3 separate regions of the Mus musculus genome follow, and all the other regions are linked to region 3. Evidence: chromatin contacts called from public HiCAR-type data. All regions are on one chromosome and are shown on one strand. Each heading gives the region's core, a stretch centred on a gene start, on an enhancer-like site or on the middle of the called end of the contact. The rest is flanking DNA. Distances are from core to core; before and after follow the strand shown.

Region 1 (4,209 bases), core at 349-2,848, 2.2 Mb before region 3:
AGTTTAAATGGAGTTTGAGTTCTTTATACGCATTAACTGAAGTCTTATCAGAAAATATAAAAGGGTCAGGTTTTTTATTTTTAATAAATTAGCATGATTTAAACACAGATTTTATTTTAGAATAAATATTCAGATTTACAAAAACTCTGTGATGAACAGATTGAGATGACAGACAAGCTGACCTCACAGCTGCCCTTGGTGTTAAAGAGATGGAATGCTCTTCCTGCTGGCCTTGAACTCACTGACATCTGCCTGCCTCTGCCCCCCAATGGCTGGGATTAAAGACATGCTCCACCACACCCAGTTCTAACCCTCTCCTTTTAGAACCTAGCTCACCAGATAGTGTCACAGTTAAGAATGGAAGATGGAAATTGAGTTTGAAGTTTTTGATTAAAATTTCACTTTTGTGTAGATTACACAGCATAGCATAATTGTTTCACTTCATGTGGTGGTCTGGATGAGATACTTTTATATGCTGGGGCCTTTCAATATGTGGTTCCTAGTTGGTCTGTTTGGGGAGGTGGAGGAGGTATGGCTTTGCTGATGGAAGTCAGTCATTGGGCCTGGCTTTGACAGATCAAAGACTTACCTGTTTCGAGTTGGTTCTTTGTACTTCGTTGTTTGCAGTTGGAGATGTGAGCTCTTAGTTGTTTGTGCCACCATACCTGGTGCTTGCTGCAGTGCTCCGGGTATGTAAGTGATTCTTAACCATCTGGAATCCCAAGTCTCATTGTTTTGGCTGTGATGTTTTGTTACAGCGATGGAAAAGAAAGTAACATAAAATTAACAAGTATTCTTTCTATTTTGCTTCTTCAAGAGAAAATTGGAAATCATGAGTGGTTCAGCATATTATTGAGTTTCCCATAAATAGGGCTGGAGAGACAGCTCTTTCAGAGACCCTGTTTGGTTCCCAGAATCCACTTCTGACAGCTCACAAATGCCTGTAATTTCAGCTCCAGGATATCTGATCTCTTCTGCCTTCAATGGCACCTGAACACATGTGTGCGCATGAACAGCACACACACACACACACACACACACACACAGATTAATAAAAAATTAAAATAAATCTTAAAGTTTTTTTTTATTAATGGAAACCTTGTGGAAAGACAGATGTAACGACAACTGAAGAAAGGTTCATTTGAAAAGAAATGGAGACTTAAGGGAGACCCGTGACAGCATCTTCATCACAGGTGGTCAGGTGAATATGCGCCTGCAGGGAAGGTTTGTTTCTGAGGGCTGAAGAATTTGTATATTAATTGGTGGATTGTGCCTGCTGAGAACTTTTACTGCTCTAGAAGTTCTCTTTCTAGTGCTCCTGTGCTGAAGTGCTTTTTTGCATAATACTTGGGTTGAGTCACCAAGTCCGAAGAAGCTCCAGCAGAACTACATTACTTCTGGAGGGCTATCTTTGGCAGGATGAGTAGCGTAAAGGTTCTGCAACCCGCTGCCAGTCCCCGAGCAAACAGGCCATTTCTAAAGCACCACTGGCCTGGCTAATCAGCTCAAACAACCAGGGCAATCCGGCAGCAGCCAGCCCGACCCTGGCCCCGCCCTTCGCCAGGCCCCGCCCCGCCTCCGGCCCCGCCCCGCCTCCCGGCCTCGGTCTTCCTTCCGGGTCGCGCTGGGCCGGGCCCGCCGCCGCGGCAGCAGCACGGGATACTGGGAGCCGTCTCCTGCTGCCCACGCTGCGGGCTTGCGGCGAAGCTCTGTTCGCCCAGTTCCGGACCCTGCAGGGTACGGCGCTTTCTTCCTTCCTCCCTCTTCAAGGTCTCGACGTTCCCCCCTCGGCGTGGGCGGGGCCGGGCGCGCGCCACTCTGGGGAGCGCGGGGCGGAGGCTCTGGGCCCACGCGTGCCTATGGTGCTGCGCCGCTGTGCTGGCGGAGACCGGACGTGGGTGCCGCCGCCTCCTGTCGCGGCTCTCTTGGGCCTGGCACGCTCACGGCGAGCTGCGGACGCTGGGCCTGCAGGCTGCGCAGCCCTGACTTCCCTCTCACGCGGGAAGGTTTCTGTCCAGGCAGGCTCGAGCCAGGAGATGCCAGGCTGCAGCCTTCTTTCCATCGTCTGGGGTGGGCCCAGCCACTTGTCAACTATGTTTGGCGATGGGGTTGGTTCTGCATTTCATCGGCTTCCCAAGTGCTCTTAGTCCCAGAGCTGTCAGCAGTCAGTTCTACTTGTAATCCACAAAGGGTCAGGAAGTTAGCTGGCTGTGGCCCACTGGTCTGCTCTGTTGGGAGCCACCTGCTCCCTCTGCTTCCTGCGCACACTCTGAGGAGATCCTAAGGCAGGCACACTGCTTATCTTGCCCACTCTCTCGTCCTACACGATTAATGAGTACAGGGTCCCTCGCACTCCTCTGTCTTGGAGTAAGTCTTGGGTGGAAGTGAAGTCTCATCTAGTGGCGCTAAGAATTAGACAGTCTTGAGTAGTCATTGAATTCCATTATTTCCAGACTTGCGTACCAATTTGAAAAATTCCTGTCCCACGTTTTGGCTCTTTTGAACCCTATTCCGTCTTTGTTTTCAAAGTCAGAGAGGTCAGGGCCTAAGACCTGGTTGTTTGTGGTCCTGTTGCTGCTGTCTTACAGTGTTGTTTACAGCTGATGTTTTGCTTTCAAATATGGTCGTCGAATCTTTACCAAGCCACTGCCCAGTCTTCTCAGCTTGGAAGCGTTACTATTTGCCGTCTTCGCTGTTCTAAGTTTGGAGTCCTCTTGGGTCTTTCATAATATGGATTGTGACTAACCCCCACCCCCCTCCGTGCACGTGCCCCATGGTTTGTTGTCTTACTCAACTTTGGTGTGAGATAAATAATGCTGTGCCTTCTTGGTTATTACTGGCCAATGACTTCATCCCAATTTGTCGAGTTCTGTTCTTTTTCTTCCTGTCAAGTGCTGGTATATGGTGAACACTTGGCGCCCGTGTATTCTTGAGACCTTCTGAACTGCTAGCAGTGACCTACTTCCTGTGGTAATGCCATGCTGCTCTTGTTTCTCCAGCTTTACAGTGTGTGGCGATTCAAACCTTGTCTGACATATCATGAACATCAGTGGATATTTTTGTAATGAACATTTAGTTGAGGGCAGGTTGGATTCCTTTTGTGTTTGAGTGTTGAGGTAGAGCTCTCAATGTAGCCTTGGCTGGGCTCTCTTAGAGGTCTTGTTGGCCCTGGCCCCTGAGAGATGGGGCTAAAGGTATGAAGAACTGCACTGAGTTGAATTCCCTTGTGTCTCGCCCCTCCCTCTAAAATGCCTTGCCAGTTTTTGAAATTTGTAAATTTGCCTTTCCTTTGGTCAGGTGAATTAATGGCCAAATTCTTAAATAAGCTGTCTTTTTGCTCACCCCGTTTACCCTGTCGAGTTGTTCCACATAGAAACTGATTCCCAGTCGCACGTCTGTTGACTTGGGATCTTCTCTTCGTGTGTGCAGTGTCCTGTTGGCCGTTATCAGTGATAACATAACAACATTCTATACCTGCTTTCAGCCCAGGCAAGCTCAATGCTCAAGCTCTCAGATATCCCTTTGAGTTTCACCATTCCAACAAGGTATCACAAACAGAATCAAATTCCTGTGCTGATGTAGTAGATGTGTAAATAATAATCACTGCTTAGTACTTTGCTCTTTCCAGATAGAAATGTGTATACGTGTGTTTCATATAGTGTGTGGTATAGCTTTCTGCAGCTTCTACTTAGTAGTCATCACTGGTGAATGTGTCTTTACATAGATGCACATGCCATCTTACCTTTCAAAGGCTTTTTTGGCTCATTATTTTAGGAGCAACCTAATACTGAGCCAATTCTCTCTTAGTATTTAGAACACTACACATTTATTTCTATTGTATGTGAAATTACTAGGCCATTTCTGCATGTGAATAGCTGTTTCTTATTTCTTATGTCTCTTTGCTTGGTGTCAGTTAGTCTTAGTTTGAAGATATTAAGTGGAAAATTCCAAGGGTAAATAGTTTGTAAGTTTTTAAATCCTGTGCTATTCTGAGTAGTGTGATGAAAGTGCATCCCTTCCTGATCTGTGAACTCTATCTTTTTCTACTCCAGCTACATATGTCCATGTATACGTATGTCTAGTCCATATGCCCATTACATAGTAAGTAACAGACCTGGCTGTCAGATCAACTGTGTTCAAGCAACTTTTTTTTTTTTTAATTTAATGTTGCCAAATTTGGATCAAGAGTACTGACTTCAGAAGTCCAAG
Region 2 (4,398 bases), core at 172-2,671, 2.8 Mb before region 3:
CCCCAGAGCTCATGTCTCTAGCTGCATATGTAGCAGAAGATGACCTAGTCGGCCATCACTGGGAATAGAGGCCCCTTGGTATTGCAAACTTTATATGCCCCAGTACAATGGTATGCCAGGGCCAAGAAGTGGGAGTGGGTGGGTAGAGGAGCAGGGCGGGGTGGGGGGTATAGGGAACTTTCCGGATAGCATTTGAAATTTGAAATATATATAAAGAAAAGATCTAATAAAAAAAAAAAGAAAGAAAAACCAGAAAAAAACAAAAAACAAAAACCTGACACAATTTAGGATGCAAATTTTTGCATCTTTTACATAGTCTATTTCAAATTCAATACTAACATATGAAACTTGATATTTATACAGACAAATTTGAAATTTGTATATAGACTTTGGAATTATATCATAACCCAAACTGTTCTTACAGATGCAGCATTTCTTTTTTTCCCTGGAAGAAAATGACCTTCTAAAAGACAATTATGTACCCCATACCTAGTATCTTGACCAGCATGCTTGTATTCCACTGCATTTGTCTAATGAATGGTTCCTATAAACAACATAAAGGAAGAGTTCTCTCCTTTGCCAAGTTTCCCCATGGAAATGAATTAGATTTTTAAGTTAAAAAAAAAAAAAAAAGTGGAAACAACAAACCACAACAACAAACCCAGTCAGCTTTTGGTTCTTAACTGAACTCTTTTAAACTCCAACCCCAGCACACGATCCATTAGGTCACAACTTGTCCCTTGTGAAAGACTGTGGCTCATCAACTAGTGCTTGCAAGAAATTATTTTTTGTTTTTTAAATTTTTTTATTTTTTGTAACAGGAAGAGGGTATCGGATCCCATTACAGATGGTTCTGAGACACCATGTGGTTGCTGGGAATTGAACTGAGGATCTCAGGATGAGTAGTCAGTGTTCTTAACCACTGAGTCATCTCTCCAGCCCCACAACAAAATTTCAAACCAACTGTTTTTACTCAAAAGCAAGGTGTACATTGTTGTAACAGATGATCGGATTGAGCAGAATTACAGGTGTGATGTACAATCTAGTTCAGAAGTGAGAACCACGTGAAATAAAACGTTAAAATCATATAGAGTGAATCTCAGATGCGACTTTAGGTTCCGAGTTGGGTGATGGAACAAGGGAAGCTGTCTTAAAAGGCACCCAGCAAGTGGGACGCAGCTCACTAAAGCCAGCGCCTGCATCCAGGCCCCGTGGCTGGCACTGTAATCAGTTGGCTGCAGGGCGCCATCCCCTCATCCCATCTACACTCCTCCACCATGCTCCAACCTCCAAGCCGCCAAAGGAAAACCCAGATCTGGGTCTGGACTCAAAGTCCCGCCTTCGGCCCACCCAGAACACCAGACCCCGCCCTCGCCCCCGCCCAGGACGCCAAGCCCCGCCTTCTCCGGGTTCCCCTCTGCACAGGCGCAGAAGCTCCTGCGTGTGGAAGCTGCGGCCCGGCGGGCGGGGTGAGTTGGGGCCCAGGCTTTGGGGTCACTGTAACCACTGTGTCTTCGCTTGGGCGACGAGACCTTCCTGTACGTCAACCAGCCTAGAAAGAGAGGTTTCCTAGCCTACCCTCGCGTCCAGATTCACAAAGGCACCAGGCGGCCTCCCGGGCCGAGTGCTGGCGGCAGGGGGGAAGAGCCGGGGTCGGGGAGGGAGCCAGGCCGAGTCTCGTCTTTTTGGTGACCCGGGCATGCAGCGTCCGCTTGTCCCCTCGGGGTCTCCCCTCGCAGCACATCCCGCTCTGCTAACTTGGGGTGCATTCATGGCCTGACGAAGAGCCTAGACACAGCTTTTTGGCGACGCCAAATATTAGGTTAGGGGTCGATCCTATACCTGAGCCCACGTCCGGCTCCCGGACTTCTGCAAGTCACTTTACCTCTATCCAGTTCCAAGTGTAAATTAAGGATGATGATAGTGACGTATCTCAAAGTGCTTGTAAGAGGTTCATAGAATTGAGTGTTTTGAGCCCGGGTATCTAAAAGGAAGATGTTTGCATTTCCTCTTCTCACGCTGGAGAATAGCAGCCCAAAACTTAAAAAAAAATCAAAACAAAAACCAATTTGACAAGGGAAGCTTGTAGCCAGTTGAAAAGTGTGATATTAATTGCGTTAGCCGTACATCCTTTGTTAGAGGTAACGCAAGTGCTAGATAATATTTAAATTAAAAGCTGAAGTTGACGTCTCAGCAGGTCGCCAAACCTGATGGTTCAATCTCCTGGACCCACGAGGTGAAAGAGAGAAGCTACTCTGACCTCACTAATGCAAATCGAAACACTAAACACGTGCACAGCCATACATATAAAATACATCAATAGATTTATGTTTTAAAAGAAAGCTGTAACGTTTGATGTTTGCAAAACCTCAAAAAAAAAAAAAAAAAAGAAAGAAAGAAAAAGCCAGAACATGTTTGTGGTGAAGTCAGGCCTGAAACTTCTGTCCTTTGATGGCTCTGCCTGCAACATTGGCCCTTGTTTGGCATCTTAAAACTTGGAGTTTGGGCATGTTCTGATGTAGTAGTAATTGTTCTATACTCAGCATTATGTTTCATGCCAAAATGACCAGTTACCATACAGTTTCTGTGCTCCAAGTCTCTAATGGGTTCCCCTGAACCCAGATTCATGTTGCTGCTTAGTCCTTGTCTTACCCACCTGAAGAGAGAGACTTTATGGAAGTTATGGGCAAAGTACCCTTTTCCAGTCTAGTCGGGTTGAGTGTTCATAGAATGTACCATGAAATATACAACCATGTGCTGAATCCTGTGAGTCAGTCCTCTTGACTCCTCAGTGCCAGGAGAGACTTGGAGGTTTCCAGACACAATTTTGATAATGGAAAGCCTTTGAAAGTCCAGTAGTTGGATTTTAATGTTGTTTGCTTGCTTGTTCTGCCTTAAGTGGCATTTGTAGGAGAAGGTTACATGGTATTGCCACATTATGGCTTGTGGATGTTCAGATAACGTTACATCTGCTAGAAAAATGATTGGAAATTGCCCCTCCATTACCGGGAGACGTTTGAGACAACGGTTTCGAAAAAGGTAGCAGGTTGTTTACAAAGTCAAAATCAAAAATCTGCCTCTGAGTATTCTTCCAGAGGTCATCATTATCTGTACATAAATCTTCATCAAGGGTTTATCTGTTATAGGGGAAAATATATCATTTCTCGTGAGCTGTTTCTGTCTGAGAATGCCTTACTCTGGCCAGGGCTCAAATTAAAGTTAGTGGATGCAGGTTTGTAAATTTAGAGGTGGAAAGCCGGGATTGGTGGGGCGGTAGGGGAGGTGCAGGTGAGACTGAAAAGGGTTTGGAGTGTCTGAGTATTGTGCACAGAAGTTGTCCAGGGAGAGGTGTGGGGGATGAGGGTAAGCCCGGTCTTACAAGACTTTCTGAATACATGAGAAAATGGTGACTTGGGTTCATCTAGAATTGGCTTCTGCTAAATGGCTGATAGAGTGTTTACTTACTAAAGCTAAATGTGACCACGTGATTTTCTTTAGTCAGCTAATATGAGCTTCCAGGCAAAGCTTTACAAAATAGCTCTGTATTAATCTTTCTCCGTTCTGCTCTAGGAATTGAAGCATTGTTGAGGTGTGCTAGCAAGGACACTTGCACACACACCCCATATACACACTTAAAAAAATAATATGTGAAAACAGTATTAAAAAAAGAAAAGAATGAAGAGCTGTAACAGATGAAGTTAAAAACAATGACTGAATCTCCATCCCCCTCTCAAAAATAATCCTTTTAGAAAACACAAATCAGATAAGGAAATTAGAATATGTTAGGATTATAAGGTATAAGGGCGTACTTTTCTTAGATGTGGTAGTGATGTTATGCAGGAGAATTATTCTTTTTTAAAAGCACTATGCTTACATATTTAGGGATAAAATTTCATTATTTCTTCAACTGCTTTTCAGGTGCTATCAAAATAGTCATATGTATCGGGCTGAAGAGATGGCACAGTGCCTAAGAACATACGCTGCTCTTAGGAAGAGTGAGTTTCGTTCTCAGCACCCGCATTGGGCAGTGCATATGCCTGTAACTCCATCTTCAGGGATCTGATGCCATCTTCTGTCCTCCACAAGCAGCGATATTAACATGCACACACCCAGAGGAATACATATACTTTAGAATTTTTAAAAAATTGTGTATTTCTACCTGGACATGGTGGCACACATTTTTAACTTACACTCTGGAGGCAGAGGCAGAGGCAGGCAGATCTCTGAGTTTAGGGTCCTGATTTACAGAGTACATTCTAGGACAGCCAGAGCTATACAGAGAAACCTTGTCTTGAAAAGCAAAAACAAAAAAACAAACAAAAAAACTGAACCAAACAAAAAATGCAAACAAAAGAAAAAATCCCTCCTAAACAAAAATTATATGTTTCTATACTGATA
Region 3 (3,833 bases), core at 1,177-3,676:
TTAGACAGTACTGACTTATGCCTATCTAAAACAATGGTTGTAATAATCTTTTAATGCATTCAGCATATGGTGATTTTCTTTTATTATTATATGAACAATAATACCTTTTAAGCATCTCTGAAATGTATGCTTATCCAGGTATCTTTACTCTTGAATAATGTATTTCATTTGAATTGCTCTAATGTCCTTTATTGCTTTCAACTTGATGGTGTAAATTTTTTCCACAGAGGATGCATATTAATGCATAAAGTTTTTATTTAACAAATTCGTGTTCAGTAAAGTAGACATGTGTGATCTGTTCAAATGAAATCTTCTTAATATTTGTGCATATGTGTATAATATCAATGATAGACTGATAGGAAAAAGAAACTTAGGTATTTTTAAGTCATAGCCATTTTGTATTCTGTTATTTTAGTCACTATTTTAATAGGTAATGGTTTGTATTTCTCATTGTTTTCTCTTTATACAGCAGATCTTGTCAATATATACAGGAAAGGAGAAAGTAGTGCTTATGTAGTTACCCTGTAAATTTAAGGCAGAAATCTCAAATTCATTCTGCTTCTTGCCTCTTAAGCATCTTTGATTAAAATGACCTCCAGAAGATTTAGAAACACATTTTTTCTAATTAACTGAGAGTTTTGGTGATATTGAAAAGTAAAGCTCACCATGTTTATTGTATGTAACTGAGTTGTTTGTGGCAATTTTTATTTTGTTTTCCAAGTAAATAAATATTATCAGACTATTCTAATACTTGACTAGGGAAGCAGTTTGGGTAAGAGGGTTCTTGAGCTTCTTCATCTTTGAAAAGTAAATTCAGTTATAGTATGTTACATTTCATATTAAGTCCAGTTCCTAGTTCATTACAGTTTTGTAAAGTTTTGTAAATGGGACTTTAGATTTATATTTTCAAGATTATCTATTCAGGAAATCAAGAAGTTAACCTTATAAGGTTTTTGGTTTGTTGTTTTTTTGCTGTGTAGTTACTGACAAAAGTTTAAAGTTACCAAAATTATGATGGGGGAAGTGGGGTGGAATATAGAAAATCTACTTTTCATGGTAGCAAAGGAAAAAGAGAAAAGAACGGGTATTGAAAGAACAGTGATGTGAGATTGAGAGCATTATGGGACAGGAGCAGAGTGCTTCCTGGAAAGAAGTCACTTTGTTTCTGCTCAGTTGTGGAGGGAGGAGAATGCTGTGACTACTTTCTGTACCCTGGAATTTGTTACCTTAGTCAGTGGTAATACATTAGAAGATGCTGAGGTGAGGTGACAGCATTGCTGTGTTATTTGCCTGAACTCAAGGTTCACTCTAAACTTTAGACCTCGCAGATCCTTGAAACATTAGGTGAAACTCAGTAATGAGCTTGTGCGAAGCTATCTACAGTTTGCTTACACAGCACCATGTCAGGCTAATTATTAAAAGACATGTTGTCACAATACACATGAGTCGCTTTTGTGTGACAGGTTTGCTAAAGTTAACTCTTCTACAATTGTGACTTTATTAAATGAACTAAACCCAGAGAAATTCAGTGAGATACACTGGCATTGTGACTTGGTTCTACAAGGGAAGTACTCCCTGGAAGTCAGAAAAATTTAAGGCCCACACATACGTTGTTTTCACTGATGGGCTGGTGTGATATCAGAGTGGGAAGGAAGCCAATCTCTTCATTATCCCCAGAATTGTTTTTGGATTAATAGAGACGCAGAAGGCACTATAAATAACAGAAAAAAACCTAAATTCGTTGTAGCTTGAGATCTACCTGGCTGGGCTTACTGTGTTCTTTTATCACTCCAAAGCTGTGGTCTTTAACACGTATTTTACAGAGAACATACAAGCACACATTTTATTCTGGCATATTGGGTTACTTTTGCCACCATATTGTTTATAAGGAATATCCTTATCTTTGTTGTCTTCCTGGTAAAGAAGAATGAGTAGTTGCTCTCTTAAATTTTATTTATTAACATTTTAGCAAAATTGAGAACAAGTAGGGAGTGAAACTAGCATTTGAAACTCTTAATTTCAATTGTTTCTTCCTTACCTTACAAGATACATATTTTTCTCTCTTTAGGATGTCTCTTGTCAGATTTAAGGCTTATTTAAAATGAAAAGAAAGCTGGAGCAATTTTCTTTATTCCATTTCAGTCTCCTAAGGCCTATTTCCCCCTGGTGAGCTCATAGCAACAGGGGGGTTTAAGGGAATTCAGCTTTCTGCAAATTAATGTCTCACATCATGAAAATTCAGGACTTTTTTTTTTTTATCTTGAAAAGTAATACAGTGAGTGCGAGTATTATTTCTTGCCAGCGGGTGGAAGATGAATGATTTTGTCACAGTTTTACTGCTTGATGAGCAGTGTCCTGAGGGTCAGGCTTAAGTCTGTGTCACTATGCTGCTCATTACTCTTGAGCTAAATAAGGGCTGATTGGATCTAAATTGCCTAGCACATGGGCCACAGATGAGCTCAGTGAGCAGGGGATGACCTGCTATTCAGTCTGGGAGTAACCCCGGTGTGCAAATGCAGCATTAGAACACCGTGGGAGAATGAGAGGCTACCGGCTGCTGCCAGCAAAAGAAATCGAAATGTAAAAACTCTTTGATGCTGTGATGTTAGAATTTGAAATGTAGGAAGTGACAGGTTGATGGTACTTATCAGCTTTGGCTGGATTAGAGAACAGTGTCATCTTGCTTATATAATGACAGAAGAATGAAGCGAGCAGCTAACTACTGTGCAGAGCAGAGCCACTGCTGTTGCCACAGGCAGGCATTGCTGCCTCCTACTGGCAGTTTTCCTGGAAACCAGGACAGTATAATGAAGAGAAAGCTTCCACTCCTGATTTTCAGAAATCTGCTGGTGTGCTTTTTAAGGTGGTAAAAAGCTGCTAGTAGAAGAGTATCAAAAACGGGGTGGAGAGGAGACTTAAAGTCTACTGGATACAGTAAAAGCATCAACCTGGGGAAATTGGTTGTTCTAGAGTAGTCTAGTGAATCAAGGGTTTATAAAAGGAAAGTACTCAAAATATAGGGCAGAAATCCCTCTTGCATTCACCCTAAAATATTGTTCTTTCAGGAGACCTGGGGTGGGTGGGTTGATTTTGTATTTTTTATCAATAACAGCACTTTACTAACAAATAATCCTTGGAATCTTACAGAGTACTAAGCACAGCATTAACTCAGTTTGAAATATACCTGATAAGGATTCAAAGTAAAAAAAAAAAAAATCCTCTGATTATGTAGCGTATGATGCATAAATTTATCTCTTAGGAAGGGACGGTACAGAAGACAAATGCCTCTTCTATAAGCCAAATGGTCTAAACAGCAAAACCATCAAAATCTCATACAGTGCTGCCTTCTTTAACTTTACTTCTTCAGGTGTGACTTAAAAAAACATCATTATCAGACTCAAGTTTCGTGTATTGATCCAGGAAACTGAGACTAAACTGGAAAAGCTACCTGTCACATAGGAGTTACTCTCCCTGTTTTGTTGGAGGCTATCATACTTTTCTAGTTCATTTGCATTTTAACCCAACTAGATCAAATATAACCAAATTAGTGGCTTTTAAATATACACGACCATTGACAGCTTCTAATATCAATGGCATTTTTTGGTATCATAATTATTGTGTGTGAGCGTGCGTGCGCGCACGCGCACACGCACTCGGACCTGCATATCCGTGCGGGTATGTGTATAGCCCTGAAATCATGTACTTACAAGCACCACTAAACAGACAAACCTGGTGTTATTTGTGTATTTATGTGTTTAAATCTGCATGTAGCAATATTACAGAAAAATGAGGCCATGAATTTGAAAGGGATGGAGAATCATATTACATGCTGT

Evidence for each region. HiCAR-type assays count read pairs that join an accessible place to other places.
Region 1: a HiCAR-type map of astrocytes shows a contact between it and region 3, with 9 times the contacts expected there. The contact joins the promoter of Fbxl4 here to the enhancer-like site in region 3. A contact is called at or near these places in 14 of 39 promoter capture datasets (the 3T3-L1 cell line, 3T3-L1-derived adipocytes, the C10 cell line and 8 more) and 1 of 115 datasets of contacts at active chromatin or transcription factors (astrocytes).
Region 2: a HiCAR-type map of astrocytes shows a contact between it and region 3, with 4 times the contacts expected there. The contact joins the promoter of Usp45 here to the enhancer-like site in region 3. A contact is called at or near these places in 5 of 39 promoter capture datasets (cranial neural crest, embryonic stem cells, hippocampal neurons and 2 more) and 1 of 115 datasets of contacts at active chromatin or transcription factors (astrocytes).

The regions. Positions count from the first base shown.
Region 1 is chr4:22,355,945-22,360,153 of GRCm38.p6, forward strand. It overlaps Fbxl4 (F-box and leucine-rich repeat protein 4), which reads left to right and starts at 1,599. Exons shown (of 9, transcript NM_172988.4): 1 at 1,599-1,737.
Region 2 is chr4:21,774,849-21,779,246 of GRCm38.p6, forward strand. Usp45 (ubiquitin specific petidase 45) reads left to right here and starts at 1,422. Exons shown (of 18, transcript NM_152825.2): 1 at 1,422-1,469.
Region 3 is chr4:24,542,320-24,546,152 of GRCm38.p6, forward strand. The region is part of intron 13 of Mms22l (MMS22-like, DNA repair protein); the gene reads left to right. Among named protein-coding and RNA genes, the nearest start is that of Mms22l, 48 kb to the left of the region's middle. Within about 2 kb of position 2,427, at least 49 of the 459 cell types and tissues checked have an H3K27ac peak or open chromatin away from gene starts, as enhancers often do. A contact at or near this core is called in astrocytes and hippocampal neurons, where this site is marked.